Regions from separate parts of the Mus musculus genome. Here regions 2 and 3 are each linked to region 1. The links are chromatin contacts, called in public Hi-C and HiChIP or PLAC-seq maps. All regions are on one chromosome and are shown on one strand. The core of a region is the stretch at or near the end of the contact, and the rest is flanking DNA. Distances in the headings are between cores, read along the strand shown.

The links. Hi-C and Micro-C count contacts between places; a contact is called where the count stands out from the background. HiChIP or PLAC-seq counts read pairs in DNA pulled down with a chosen protein or histone mark.
Region 2: a contact with region 1 is called in a Hi-C map of bone marrow-derived macrophages, with 85 read pairs. The contact joins two enhancer-like sites. A contact is called at or near these places in 14 of 39 promoter capture datasets (the 3T3-L1 cell line, 3T3-L1-derived adipocytes, the C10 cell line and 8 more), 2 of 15 datasets of contacts at CTCF or cohesin (the NIH/3T3 cell line and large pre-B cells), 45 of 484 Hi-C or Micro-C datasets (the 3T3-L1 cell line, the BV-2 cell line, the C3H10T1/2 cell line and 22 more), 37 of 115 datasets of contacts at active chromatin or transcription factors (the 230-238 cell line, CD8 T cells, the HPC-7 cell line and 23 more) and 4 of 9 other capture datasets (adipose tissue, bone marrow-derived macrophages, liver and 1 more).
Region 3: an H3K27ac HiChIP or PLAC-seq map of embryonic stem cells shows a contact between it and region 1, with 8 read pairs. The contact joins two enhancer-like sites. A contact is called at or near these places in 4 of 39 promoter capture datasets (the 3T3-L1 cell line, the SN4741 cell line, hippocampal neurons and 1 more), 1 of 484 Hi-C or Micro-C datasets (the HPC-7 cell line), 3 of 115 datasets of contacts at active chromatin or transcription factors (embryonic stem cells and pancreatic cancer cells) and 2 of 9 other capture datasets (adipose tissue and pancreatic islet).

What each region holds. Positions count from the first base shown.
Region 1 is chr4:135,312,535-135,317,257 of GRCm38.p6, forward strand. No RefSeq gene overlaps it. Among named protein-coding and RNA genes, the nearest start is that of Gm12984, 8.8 kb to the left of the region's middle. Within about 2 kb of position 1,312, at least 282 of the 459 cell types and tissues checked have an H3K27ac peak or open chromatin away from gene starts, as enhancers often do. A contact at or near this core is called in the BV-2 cell line, the C3H10T1/2 cell line, CD8 T cells and 11 more, where this site is marked.
Region 2 is chr4:135,245,223-135,249,744 of GRCm38.p6, forward strand. All of the region lies in intron 1 of Clic4 (chloride intracellular channel 4 (mitochondrial)), which reads right to left. Among named protein-coding and RNA genes, the nearest start is that of Clic4, 25 kb to the right of the region's middle. Within about 2 kb of position 2,594, at least 75 of the 459 cell types and tissues checked have an H3K27ac peak or open chromatin away from gene starts, as enhancers often do. A contact at or near this core is called in the BV-2 cell line, the C3H10T1/2 cell line, CD8 T cells and 10 more, where this site is marked.
Region 3 is chr4:135,411,711-135,415,933 of GRCm38.p6, forward strand. Rcan3 (regulator of calcineurin 3) reads right to left here. Exons shown (of 5, transcript NM_022980.4): 5 at 599-4,223. Among named protein-coding and RNA genes, the nearest start is that of Mir700, 2.8 kb to the right of the region's middle. Within about 2 kb of position 1,926, at least 3 of the 459 cell types and tissues checked have an H3K27ac peak or open chromatin away from gene starts, as enhancers often do. A contact at or near this core is called in embryonic stem cells, where this site is marked.

The sequences.
Region 1 (4,723 bases), core at 62-2,561:
GACTGGGGAAACATAGCCACTCCCAGAGTATCACACCCCTGGGACTGAGCCCTGCCATCCACCAACAGAGGGGGGGTGTAGGGTACACTTCTGCACCAGCCGAGAAGGACTCAGGACGCTTCGTGACCCTGTGGTGAGGCTCTGCATCAGAAACACAGTATGCGGAGTCCTTGGGCTACGGTTTTCTGTAGTCCAGGAATGAAGCTGCTGCCCAGAGAAGGGACTCCCAACCCCAGCGGGAGAGCTGGGCAGCCATCTGATCCACTGCAGCTGTGGGGAGGGTGGATTCAGTGCAGGGCAGGACCATGGCAGAGAGGCTGCCAGTGGGAGGGGCTTTCCCAGACAGCCTTCTGTATGGCTGATGCCAAGGCTAGGGTCAGATGATGACAGATTTCCTGCTGAGCCCTCTGAAATGTTTGGAACTCGGCAATGACAGTCCAGAAGTTTCTGTTTCCCTGGAAGGCTCTGAAAGGAGAGTTCTAGATAAAGACTCCCGGTTTTGTTTTTGTCCTCTTACCCTGCCTGAACTATCCTGGCACCTCCACTGGGGTGGAACAATGGCTCTGAGACACTTGGCCACTTCCTGTCTCGCATCAGCATTTATTTAAGAAGCCCACTTCTTGGGTTTCGCAGAGGCACACTCTTCTCCGAGACCCACTGAAAAGCCATCTCTAGCTTTCAGTTCAACGCAAAGCATCGCTTCATTCTACAGACGAGGAAACTGAGGCCTGGAGAAGGTCAACTCAGCCTCCCCGTCCTTGCCACACCCTTCAGCTTCCAAGAATGCCTCAAGAGGGAGTGTTAGGTGACAGGAAACAGAAACACAGAAACGCTAGCTTTGAGGCACTAAAGCTGGGCCTGCCTCCCCCTCTCCTGCTTGCTTTGGCTAGAGTTGTCCCTTCCCCTCGGGACTTCAGTTGCCTTATCTTGTAAACGCAGATAATTATAGCAACCGCTCTCCAGGGTTGACGTGTAAATGAGAAGAGCTGGTCATCTGTCGCGAGCTCGGTGCACTGTAAGCTGAAGACACTGAGCAAAATGAACAGCCCTGTTTAGTCATGGTGACAACTCGAATGTGCAATACCCCCACCCAGAGACCCATGCATTGTACACTCCAGCTTGTGGGAGGTTGGGAAACCTTCGGGGCATTATACACATAGGTCACTGTTTGGTAGTGCTTCCGATCCACCAAGATACAAACAAGCCACTGTCCTAGCTTTTCATCCAGGTATGTCCAACCCTTCCTCTGTGGTGGAGCAAAGGTCGCTGTGGTGACCAGCTGACCCCTTATCCCTGTAGTCATAGCAATGACATCAGCAGACACACTCAGAGACAACCAGGTGTGTGGCAAGGATCCTGGACCCGCCGCTCTTCACTCTGAGAGAGGTGGAGAGGTCACGAGGACTCATTCGCTCCCCTCTGCCTCCCTTGAGGTCACAGAAGGAAGGGAAACTGAAAGCAGAACTCTATGATGCGATTCTCGTGAAGCCATCCCTCAGAGATGTGGGACTTTTGGGTGACACAGCTTTCTGAGTCGCCCACGCCTGTGAGTTTCCCTGCACAATGCTTCCATCAGGAAGTCTGAACCAAGCTGGACTCTGGGTGAGACTTTCTTTTTTTCATTTTGGGGTGTGTGTGTGTGTGCTCAAGAATGCATGCACATACTTCTTTTGTTTTTCAAGACAGGGTTTCTCTGTGTAGCCCTGGCTGTTTTGGAACTCTGTAGACTAGGTTGGCCTTGAAACTCTCAGAGATCCACTTGTCTCTGCCTCCTGAGTGTTGAGATTAAAGGCATGCGCCACCTTGTCTAGCTGCGTCTCTTTTTTCAATGCCTCATCAGTGGCCTGCCTTGTCCTAAGAAAAGCAACACAGCGGCTACACCGGGACCTCCTGCCGCCTCTGGTTGAGCCACTGTGGCAGCCACGTCTTCACCACAGTGACAGATAAGCCCTTGTCAATGTCTCTCCCTGAGTCCGTTCTGCCACCCGTTTTGTCATAGTAAAGGATACAGTCACAGGTCTTGACAGCGAGTCCCTCGTGTGACCTGTAGCACCCAGATATTGCATAGCCCCGTTTTCCATCAGCACCTGGCCCTGTGTCCTCACTGGCTTCCGGGAGAATGCGTCAGTGATGGTGGTTCCTCAAATGTCCTATCATTTGTCAGAAGTGAGTCCGTAGCATTATCAGACATACCAACTCAGCCTGTACATCCATAAGGGGCACCCAGAGCCCCAGAGAGAGATAAGGGCTTGCCCAAGCTCACCAGCAAGGGCTGACGGGAACAGGTCCCAAGCTCTACCCACATGGACACATAGCTCCTCCACCTTCTTCCTGAAAGGAGACTGGCCCAGGTGAATGTTTAAAGGCTACATCCAGGATGGGAGATTCATGCCTGAGTCAGTCAGTCCCCTAGGAAGGCCCAATGTTCTGAGTCCTCAGTCCACAGAACTGTGAATTTCACAGAGGCAGAGAGGCCATGGATCAGTGGACTTTGCCTAGTTGTATGATAAAATACCAGTGTTTGCCAAGGGTCTGTCTTTATGAGCCTGGGTTCAGCTCTCAGGATTGCACTTGACAGGTACAGGTTGTAGTGGTTTGCATGAAAATGACCCCCAGGTAGGCTCCAGTGTTTGAATTCTTGATGCTTAACTGGTGGAACTGATTGGGAAGGATTAGGAGGTGTGTCCTTGGTAGAGGATGTGTCCACCAGGAGTGGGCTTGGAGGTTTCAAAAGATGCATGCCATTCCCAGTATCTTGCTCTGTGTCATACTTTGCAGGACCACGATGTGAGCTCTCAGTTGTTCCTGCCCTTGTGTTTTGTGTTTTTGTTTTGCTCTGTCAGCGAGGACTCTAACCCTCCGAAGCTGAAGCCCATTTAACCACTTCCCTTTATAAGTTGCCTCGGTCATGCACGTTTTATCACAGTAATGGAAAAGTAACCAAGACACAGGGTGAGTGGCCTGGCAACTTCCAGCTACAGCCATCAGCATGGGGGAAGTCTGGGCGGGCTGGAACTCGAAGAGTCTGCTGACATCCCATCCCTTCCAGAGCAGAGGGCAGGGAACTAGTGCTGGATCGCTGGTGCTCAGTTGCCTCTCTCCGCAGGCAGGACCCAGGGTCTGCTCACAGTGAAGAAGACTCTTCCCTCTTCAATGATATCAGGCTGGAGAGATAGCTCAGTGGTTAAGAGCACTGACTACTCTTCCGAAGGTCCTGAGTTCAAATCCCAGCAACCACATAGTGGCTCACTCACAACCACTTGTAGTAAGATCTGACGCACTCTTCTGGAGTGTCTGAAGACAGCTACAGTGTAGTTACAGATAATAAATAAATAAATCTTAAAAAGAAAAAGAAAGAAAAAGAAATGATATCAAGGAATACGAGCCTGCTGGTGAGGAACTGAGGCGTCCTGACGGCTGCAGCGTGAGTGGGGCCATCTGGGTCCCCAGTGTCAGTCAGGCCTCCTGCCTAACCCTAAACACTGTAACAGCATTTTATGATGGATGCATCAAAAACCACACGCCACTACTGCGGACCTAGATTACTTCAAATCTCCAACCTCCTGAATTGTGTCAGGTCGTGCCATTTTGAGGCAGGATAGCCATGCAATGAAAATTAAGGGGCCACAGGAAAGGCACCTCCCACTCTAGGCTGTCACTGACGTCAAGGATCCCATAACAATTATGATTTGTTATGAAGGCCGCCTGCATATACATGATGGTCCATTGTTTGTTCATTTGTTTGGAGACAGGGTTTCTCTCCATAGCCCTGGCTGTTCTGGAACCAGCTCCATAGACCAGGCTGGCTTAGAACTAAGAGATCCATTTGCCTCTGCCTCCCAAGTGTTGGGATTAAAGATGTGTGCCACCATTATTTGGCCCACGATAATCCTTTTATGTAGATATTTAAAACTAGAATGTGAAAAGATGGGGCTGCAGAGATGGCTCAGGGATGAAGAACTCTCGCTGCTCTTCCAGAGGACCTGGATTCAATGACTAGAACTTATGGGGCAGCTCACAACAGCCTATATATATATGGGTACACTGTAGCTGTACAGATGGTTGTGAGCCTTCATGTGGTTGTTGGGAAATGAACTTTTTTAGGACCTCTGCTTGCTCTGGTCAGCCCCACTCGATCAGGTCAGCCCTGCTTGCTCAGTCCCTGCTTGCTCCGGCCCAAAGATTTATTATTATACATTAAGTAAGTACACTGTAGCTGACTTCAGACGCACCAGTAGAGGGTGTCAGGTCTCATTAAAGATGGTTGTGAGCTACCATGTGGTTGCTAGGATTTGAACTCAGGACCTTCATAAGAGCAATCAACGCTCTTACCTGCTGAGCCATCTCACCAGTCCACTGCCTGTAATTCTAGTTTCAGAGAACCAAGGCTAAGTATGCACATGGTGGGCAGACATTCCTGTAGGGGAAAATTCATACGCATTGAAAAGAGATATCAGAACGGCAGGGAGCCCGGCTTAAGCCTGAGCGTGTATGGCCTTTTGCTCCTTCCTAGATTCAAACTTGGAGTATTCCAGGAATCTCACAAATGAGACTATAAGAGACCCTGTATACAATGAAAATGTCTCAGCTTCCCCGAGTCACCCTGTGACCCATGCCCCTTCTCAGCGCGCTCTAGAACCTGCCCTGTCATCTTCAAGGCTCTTATCAAACATCTAAGCCCTCATAAGCCCTCCAGGTCCTGTACGCTAGGCCACTGGAAGGA
Region 2 (4,522 bases), core at 1,344-3,843, 66 kb before region 1:
TCACAGAACAGGGAGGAAAGACTCCAAGAATCTTCCACATTAAAGCCTTCTGACTGGCAGTGTAGCCTTGCGCTTTGTTTTTGGTTTTGATCCTCGCCCCCTGCCCCCATACATTTATTTGTATTTATGTCTTGTGTATCTATGCTAGCTTGTCTACATGTCCACAATGTGCATGTAGGAGCCCGAGGAACTGTTTTAAGGCATTTGTAGTCCAAGACTGGTGATCTGAGTTCACTCCCCAAGGCCCGTACAAAGGTAAACGGAGAAAAGTCTACTTCAAAAAGTTGTCTTCTGACCTACAAACACACATGCATGCACACACACATACACACCACGACCACAGACATACAATAAAGTAATAAACTATTCCGTGGGTACATAAAACTGAGTACAGCAATTGGAAGGACGCCAAAATAATCTTTACTTAGGATACCAAAAATCTCGAGCTGTGGCCAGCCTGTACCGTATCACAGTACTATAATTTGATAAATAAGATCATGATATGGCGTGGAGGAATCACGTTGTTCCCTGTTCCCAAGTTCTGTCTTTGTAAATAAAAGAGCCAAGGACAAGACTGCAGACTTGTTCTAAGTCAGCCAGCTGCATAAGAGAGACCCTGTCTCAAAAGACAACAAAAGGCTGCAGACTTCAGGTGCCTCTCATTCCTTGTTCCTGAAGCTTACCTATGCCGCTGAGAGAAGGGCTGGCCCCTTCTGAAGTCATAGTACAACCAACCGGGGCTAGATGCCACTCCAGGCCGGCACGCAGAGCGTTTACCCCTGAAGATGAACTCTGCTCTTGCAAAGCAAGCTCTCGGAATTGATCCAGTTCATACTTGGATCCGCTCACTCAGCGGACGATGCCAGCCAGCTAGGAGCCCTCACCTAGACGGTCTCAGGAAAACCCACCATTCCCACAGTCAAGTGACCCTGCCCTTGGTGGGCTGTCACCCTCTTGTACAAAGGACTGTATGAGAACTCAACAGTTAACGCACACAGTAGCAGGAGGCTCCAAAGTAAGGGGAGGAGAGGCTGCTGCTCATTGTACGCCCTTTGTTACTTTTCAGTATGTATAATTTGTGTGTGACTACATACTAGATAAATTTACAATAGTTAGCAAGATGGACATGAACCTTTCACAGCAAACCAAAACCTCTCTACCCAAAATACATGAGAATGAAGTAGGAATCCAGAATGGCTGTTGAAAAGCTCTGGAGACAGGGGATCTATTTGAGATGTATGTGAAAGCAGCAGTCTCAAATACCTGGGAACAAGGTCTTTAATGAAATAGATTTAAATGCAAATTACCAGATCCCTGCTCCAGGTCTGATTCAGGGCACCTGCTCCAAAGTTAAACTCTCCTTTGGACCCTGTTCTTTCAAGGCCAGTAACTGACAGCCAGTTGGTAAATAACAGCGTGTTCCCCTAACTCCCTAGTAAAATGCTTCTTGTTGGCTCAGATGATGCACGCCTTTCATCCCAGCTCCCAGGGAAGCAAAGGCAGGAGGAGCTCTCAGTCCCCACAGGGTCTACTTAGTCCAGGCTAGACAAGGCTACATAGTGAACTCCTTTAGGGAGGGAGGGAGGGAGGGAGGGAGGGAGGGAGGGAGAGACAGATATCCTATATCAAACTAGAGCATGCTCAAAATTAACTAATCCAAGCCAGCTTATAGTCTCATAAAGGCAACCAGACATTGAACTTCCTGAACAGTTGGGCCTGGTGGTACATGCCTTTTTCCAAGGGGATAGGGAAAGGATGCCACAAGCCACCTCAGCCCCGGTGCTTTGTGTTTTGGTGTAATGAGGTCACCATGGCTCTTCCTCTTGCTGGCAGTTCTTATGAAAACGGTACACCTGACAATGTCTGGCTTTAGTCTAAATCACTGGGAATTGAGGAAATTCAGGCTGCATAAAGCGCTTTTCCAGATTACTCTTTAATTTAAAAGGCAAACTGAAGTACAGCGCCTACTGTGCTCCCCTGTCTGGATACCCTTATCCCCAGTCACTACCACGGTCACCTGCAATCGAGCTTAGCGTGGTAACTAAAATGGGCGACTGTCCTCGTCAGCACGGCTACCCACAGTTACGCCTCGTCTTCACTGAGACAAAGTCTCAGGCATCTATTTCCTTGGTAAATGACTAAATTCTGATTCAGCTACCAAATGTGGCTAACTGTTCTATTTTTAAAGAAAAGGCTCCAGCCACACACACAAGTGTTTGTAAAGCTGGGCCTCCTCCCTTAGCCGACTTCCCTGCTGAGATCCTAAGGAGCCCCAGCAACACAACACCGCAGCCCTTCCATCCTGGGCTGTGCAGTCCACAACTAAGATCGGATTCTTCCCGTGGGATTTCATCGCTTCAAACACTGTACTGCTCGTTAGCTTTCTATTGATTATTTAACAAGCGACGCCTATGGGTTGCAAAGAGTGCGCTGGAGGCCATTAACACAGAAAAACTTACTACTTCTTCCCGACATATTTTAATTAAACATTTCAATTAAGGAGCTGGGGTGTGCTTCAGTTGGAGACTTCGTGCCTAGTCCTCAGCACAGCAAACACTGGACACAGCGTCACACACATGTTAACTCCAGACTTGGACGGTGAGATCAGAAGGGTCAGAAACTCAAGGTCACAGCTACACTGAGACATCAAAGCCAGCCTGGGTAACTTAGATTCAGATATAAGATATATTAATTTTCTCATATTCTCTCTCTCTCTCTCTCTCTCTCATTTTTCATTTATTGGACGTGATATTATAGCAGATCCGATAGCATCCTGAGGTTGAAATCAATACCAGTAGTCAGAGCAAAGAGACTCAGAAGGAAACAGCTGGTACCTGATGTGCCCCACACACGGAGACATTTTATCAATGTGTTTCCTTACCTGTTGAAGCCACACTGAACACAGAGTTTCTGTTATTCATGATCACATATTCATGATCACAAGTAGCTAAACCATTACACACACACACACATATACATATAGTCATTTACCTCTAGTTTAGACTGGCTAGAGGGGTGGGGGTTAGCTCAGTGGGTTTAGTTCAGCATTACCACTAAGAACAGAAGGATGAGTGACAAGGAACAAGAAAAGGAACACTCTTTGAATAGAGCAGTGCAGCCAGGGTGCTGTCCACCTACAGTTAGCTCTTTCCCACGGCTGCCATCTAGACTGCTCTAAGCTGTGAGTGAGCTGGTAGCATTTGCCCCCCAAGGTCTGAGGCCAGAACACCTGACAGAACACCGTGTGACTGACTGAAAGGCAGCTCCACTACCCCAGCAGCCTCCAACCGCTGCAGCAGGCGCAGAGCTAACAAAGGGGGAACGAACGGGCCCGATCTCCCGAATCTTTCAGTTTGTAGAAGAAACAGATAATATCAATATAAAACCACTAAGTGCTTAAGGGCAGCCAAATGCTCAGAGAAAAGACAGGGACCTGCTTCAGAGGCAATGCCCACAGACATCTCCTAGATCAAGGAAAATGAAGTTGCTAAGTAGGCTCAGTGAGCACAAGACTAAGCCACAAGACATCTGAAACCACATTAAAGGGCAGATTTTTATGCTCAAAGAAGAAACAATTCATTGGTTTGTTTGACAAATGTTTATCAAGAGCTTTCTTTTTTTGGTTTTTCTTTCCTTTTTTTTTTTTTTTTTTAAAGATTTATTTATTATATATACAGTGTTCTGCCTGCATGCGTGCCTGCAGACCAGAAGGTGGCACCAGATCCCATTACAGATGGTTGTGAGCCACCATGTGGTTGCTGGGAATTGAACTCAGGACCTCTGGAAGAGCAGACAGTGCTCTTAACCACTGAGCCATCTCTCCAGCCCCTCTTTTTGGTTTTTCAAGACAGGGTTTCTCTGTGTAGACCTGGCTATCCTGGAACTCCTCTATAGACCAGGCTGTCCTCAAACTCACAGAGATCTGCCTGCCTCTGCCTCTGCCTCTGCCTCCAGAGCGCTGAGACTGCACACAGTGTCTCTCACAAGGAATGTCTGTTTTGAAGCATACTGATCTTTCTACTTCACCACCTGTGTGAAACTAGAGACTTAATCTCTCCGGTTCTCAGTTTTCTTCTCTGTAAAATGGGGGAAAACATGCACTTTATGTTATAGGTATGTAACCAGTGAATAGATGAAAATCTCTAAACGTGGAATGTGATCAGTTAGAACACACTGAGACGCAGAGAGCATATGTATTCTATGATCTATATGGAGAGGCTCATCCGAGTAAGAGGGAACAGCCTGAGATCAGAACACAGGACGATAGGTCACCACAGAAGAATGGAATGAATGATGGGAGCGGACAGGGACACTGAGGCCAAAGCCCAGTTTCCATTTAAGGCAGTAAGAATCTACCACTGAAAATCTAGCCACAGGTATGATGGAGCCAGGATGGGCAGGGCTGTCAGAGGCAATGAAGAGAAACAGTGTGGTCAGACGTAACTGGAAAAGCACAACCCTATGTCTGTCATGATTATGACTGGGGTGAAGGGAAGTAACAAAGAGCTGGAGGGACTTTGGA
Region 3 (4,223 bases), core at 676-3,175, 100 kb after region 1:
GCTGGGGATTAGGCCTGGGGCGCAGTATATGCCAGCTAAGCACTAGACCTACCTTCTAAGGTCCTTTTGAACCCCAAGTTATAGTAGAGCCTTAAGCAGAGCTCAAGGCCCCAACCTGGAAGCACAGTGCCACCTGGTGGCAGCTCTGCAGACCAGCCTGGAGAGGCAGCCACGGAAGTGGAACCATCGGCTTGCTTTGTGTTCATTTTATTCAAAACTATATAAAGAACCTTTGAGTCCTAACATACTTCCAGGAGGATTACAGAGTTCCACCAGACAGAGCTCAGAGCACTAGAACAAGGACACGACTATGCAGTCTAGAAACACGTTGATTTTGACCCACTGAGACTTAGGCTACTTACTGCCTCTGGCATCTTCTGGTAAATGTGAGTGGGGTGAGGGTGGGCCTGGGGGCTAGGAATTTGGGGTGCTACCCTCTTGAGAGTTCTGCTCCTTTCTAAATAGAACAGCTGTTTACTTTTAATTGAGACAAGGTCTTACTGTATAGCCCTGGCTGTCCTGGAATTCACAATGTGTAGCCCTACATTATTGTCTAGTCAGTCCTAGTATATACACTGAAGAGACTGCTCAATGAGCTGACTTAAAAAACAACAATTCTTTATTAGTTTCAACATCAACGTTTGTTACAGGTAATCACAAGTGTCTTCCGGGTCACAGTCTGCCTCTGTCACCTCCTTACAGGACAAGGAATGTTCGAAAGCCTCAGGACACAGGACAGTTGAAGCTGATAATGAACTGTGGCCCATCAGATCAACGATACTGAAATCACAGGACACACGGATGAGGCTCACTGACCAGTTTCCACACGTGCAGCGAGCATACTACAGTGCACAGACCAGGGGATTACAGACATGCTGGATTCGGGACTTAATCCAGCTGCAGGTTCAGTTGTGGGGATCAATGTGCAACAGCTGTGAATGCGTTCTCACACGTCAAAGACACACATGACGTGAATAGATACTCAGAGGCTGACAGCAGAGGGCACAGCACGGCACAGGACTGAGACCTGTGGTCCCTTAGTCCTCAATTGGACTTAGGAAGAGGGGTGCCAACAGGGAACGGTACAGAAAACCACAAATTATCTGCATAGATAGAAAAGAAACCCCCCTGTGTCATAAACGCACATCCGGTCAGGTCAGGCCATGTGGGACCTGCAAGGGTCTCGGGACCCACTTCAAGAACTGCAGGTTTCCAAGAGAAAGCACTAACCCGAGTGAGTAGGTGGTGTCTGCATGCTGACCGTATCTGGGATCACTTCTAGCCTTGACTAGAAACCACAGGGAAGGAATACGGCACGTTCCCAGCCGTGGACAAGATGCACAGTTGCTGTTATCTGTCCCTGGGATACCTGGACACCCAGGAATCCCCTTGTTTTTAGACAGGGTCTCGGTACATGGCCCAGGCTGGCCTTAAGCTTGCCAAGCCCTGGTACCTCTGCCTCCCAAGCGCTGAGAGGACAGCCTATGTCACTGTGCTGAATACACGGTAATCCTGACTATGAACTGCGCTCCACTCAAGACTGAGGGAAACAGTGGCACTCTGAGAGGGATGGCTTTTCTGGAGAACACACTCTTGAAGGGAGTTTGAAACACCAACAGTCATTTGTCATGTGGTTGCTCAAGGTTCATACATCGTACTCTCTCTGTGTGTGTACTTAAGTTTGTGTAGAATGAGTCCAGAACAGACTTCTTGGCTAGAAGTAAATATTTTCCCAGTTGCTCTGTACTGTCACACCAAGAAAAAGGAAAAACCTTATTCTGAGACGGTTTAACTCATGTAGCCCAAGCTAGCCCCGTTCTCTCAATCCTCCTGCCTCAGTCTCCTGCAGGCTGAGATTACAGGCCAGGGCCACCACACCCAGACAACGGTTTCCTTTAAGATAGATGTATTATGGAGCACAGAGGGAGGCTGGAGGTGACCCGGGGTGAGGTCTCAGGCTCTATAGAGAAGAAGGCAAGCAGGTAGGTGTGAACCCAAGGCATCAAAGAATCCAGTACACTCCCATGGTTTAATTATGCGTAAAGCTTTCCTCTGAAAACCAAATCCTCCAGTCTAAAAATAGTTTACATAAAAATATAAAGCCCAGGCCCACCGTTAGTCTGGAATAGAACTTGATTCTCTAAACCGAGGGAGAGGGACATTCCGTAGAACCTTTAACTCCATGCATCCTTTGTGCCTGGCTCCGCTCTCACTACTGTTTACATTTTAACATGTAAATTCTAACACATGGCATGAATGTGACTATCCAGGGAACCCAGATAAGGTGGCAACACAACTGCCAGTGGCCAAGGTAGCATCAAGTATGCAGATTTGAACTTCTTGACTTAAAAAAAAAAAGAATGTTCTTTCATTGAGGGGTAGAAAATGAAAGCCAAGACAAATTTTAAAACAGGGTTATGATCACATAGAAAATTAGAGAGAACGTGTACTGTATAACGGGGAACACACAAACTCCCCAACTGTGAGAACACACTTGCTGGCAGCTAGGGTCTACCTTACAATCAAATGAAGTACACTGCCGAGCTCAGCACTGCAAAGCACTGTAAGCCAAGGATGAACTCTTGATCTACTGCATTCGCCTCCAAAGTCTCAGGATTACAGCAGCTGTGTGCCTGCATCCAGTCAACTGGGAAGACCCACTGAGGCCTGGCGTTTGAGACCAACCTGGGCCACACTGAGCTGTCACCTCAAAACCAAACTCACTTTATCTGACAGATGACTTGGATCTAAAAACCAATGCGGGTGGAATCGTAATCTGCAACTGAATCTGCACGGAGGGCTCCCAATGGCAAACGCAGAATTCAGCATTCCACAGGACCTGAAGGCAAGGGACACTCTCCTGTTCTTGTCAGGTATGGTGGCACACACCCTCAGTCCTAGCACTTATGAGACAGAGGCAGGAGGAGCAGTTCAGGGTCATCCTTGGGACACAGCAAGTTTGAGGTCAACCTGGACTACATGGGACCCGGTTTTAATGACAGACAATGCACCTGTGTGCGTGTGTTTGTGTGTGAGCTCATGCATGCACGCTCATGAAATCAATCCTACCACAAAAGGACTCAGCCCTAACATGTCACGCAAAGTACACGGCTCTCATGGCTTCATTTCTCTACGTTCTTTTCTTTGCAGTTGCAGCTATGTTCCTCTCTGTTCTATGCCCAGCCCCTTCACCTAGGCCAGCCAGCTCTGAATACTTGATGAGTGGAGCAGCTGATGTACCTGTAGCCCAGCACTCAAAGGCAGGAAAGTCTGCAAGGGACCAGTGATGCTGAGTGACCTATGGAGGCCCCAACAACACATCTTCAAGTGTAAGAAGCAATTCTACCTGAGGGCCAACTGCAAGCAAAGGTGGAAATGATTGTTAAAGGAGGAAGCATAGACTACAACAAGCCCATGCCTACAATCCAAACAAACAGAGCCTGAGGAAAGAGAGTGGTCTGGGCCTCAAGGCCAGCTTGGGCTACATAATGAGTGACAGGCTAGCATGAGCTACAGCGTGAAACCTTATCTCAAAATCAACCAACCAACCAACCAACCAACCAAACAAACAAACCCAACCACCCCCAAAAGAATGATTACTTTCCCTAATCCATGGGGGAAAGGACAGGTGATTTTTCTTTCTGAACAGCTGAAATACTTGAATGGAAAACTTTGAAATGTGTGGTGCTCACCCCTCTAATTCCAGCACTTGGGAAGCTGAGGCAGGAGGATCACAGAGGACTTGAGGCCCAGGAGCTACAAAGTGAAACCCTGTCTTTGAAGAAAACAAAAGCAAACTGGCTCTCCCTATTTAAAGCGGTCTTCACAAAGTCTTATCATTATCTTCTAAAGTTAAGACGACTAACGTCCTTGATTACACGCACAGCACAGGAAACCTCAAGCAGTAGCAGGCCGGCATTAGGAGGGTCAAGAGAGTAACTGAAGAGCTGCCCCACAGACTCCAACTCTGTAGTCCTCAGCCAAGCTTCCCGGTGACACATCCCACTGGCAAAGGGAGATTCCTCCAGCAGAGCCGAGGCTGGGAAGGGCTGAGCTGGGAGCAGAGTCCTGTACACCACTGTCACTGACTGCCAAGAGAGGCAGGACAGACGGACAGCCAGGAGAGCTAAGAGCACATCTGCCCACGATATCTGGATCTGACAATCTCAGTCATTTGGCCTTTCATCCTCAAAGCTAGTGAAAAAATACTTGTGAGAAATGAC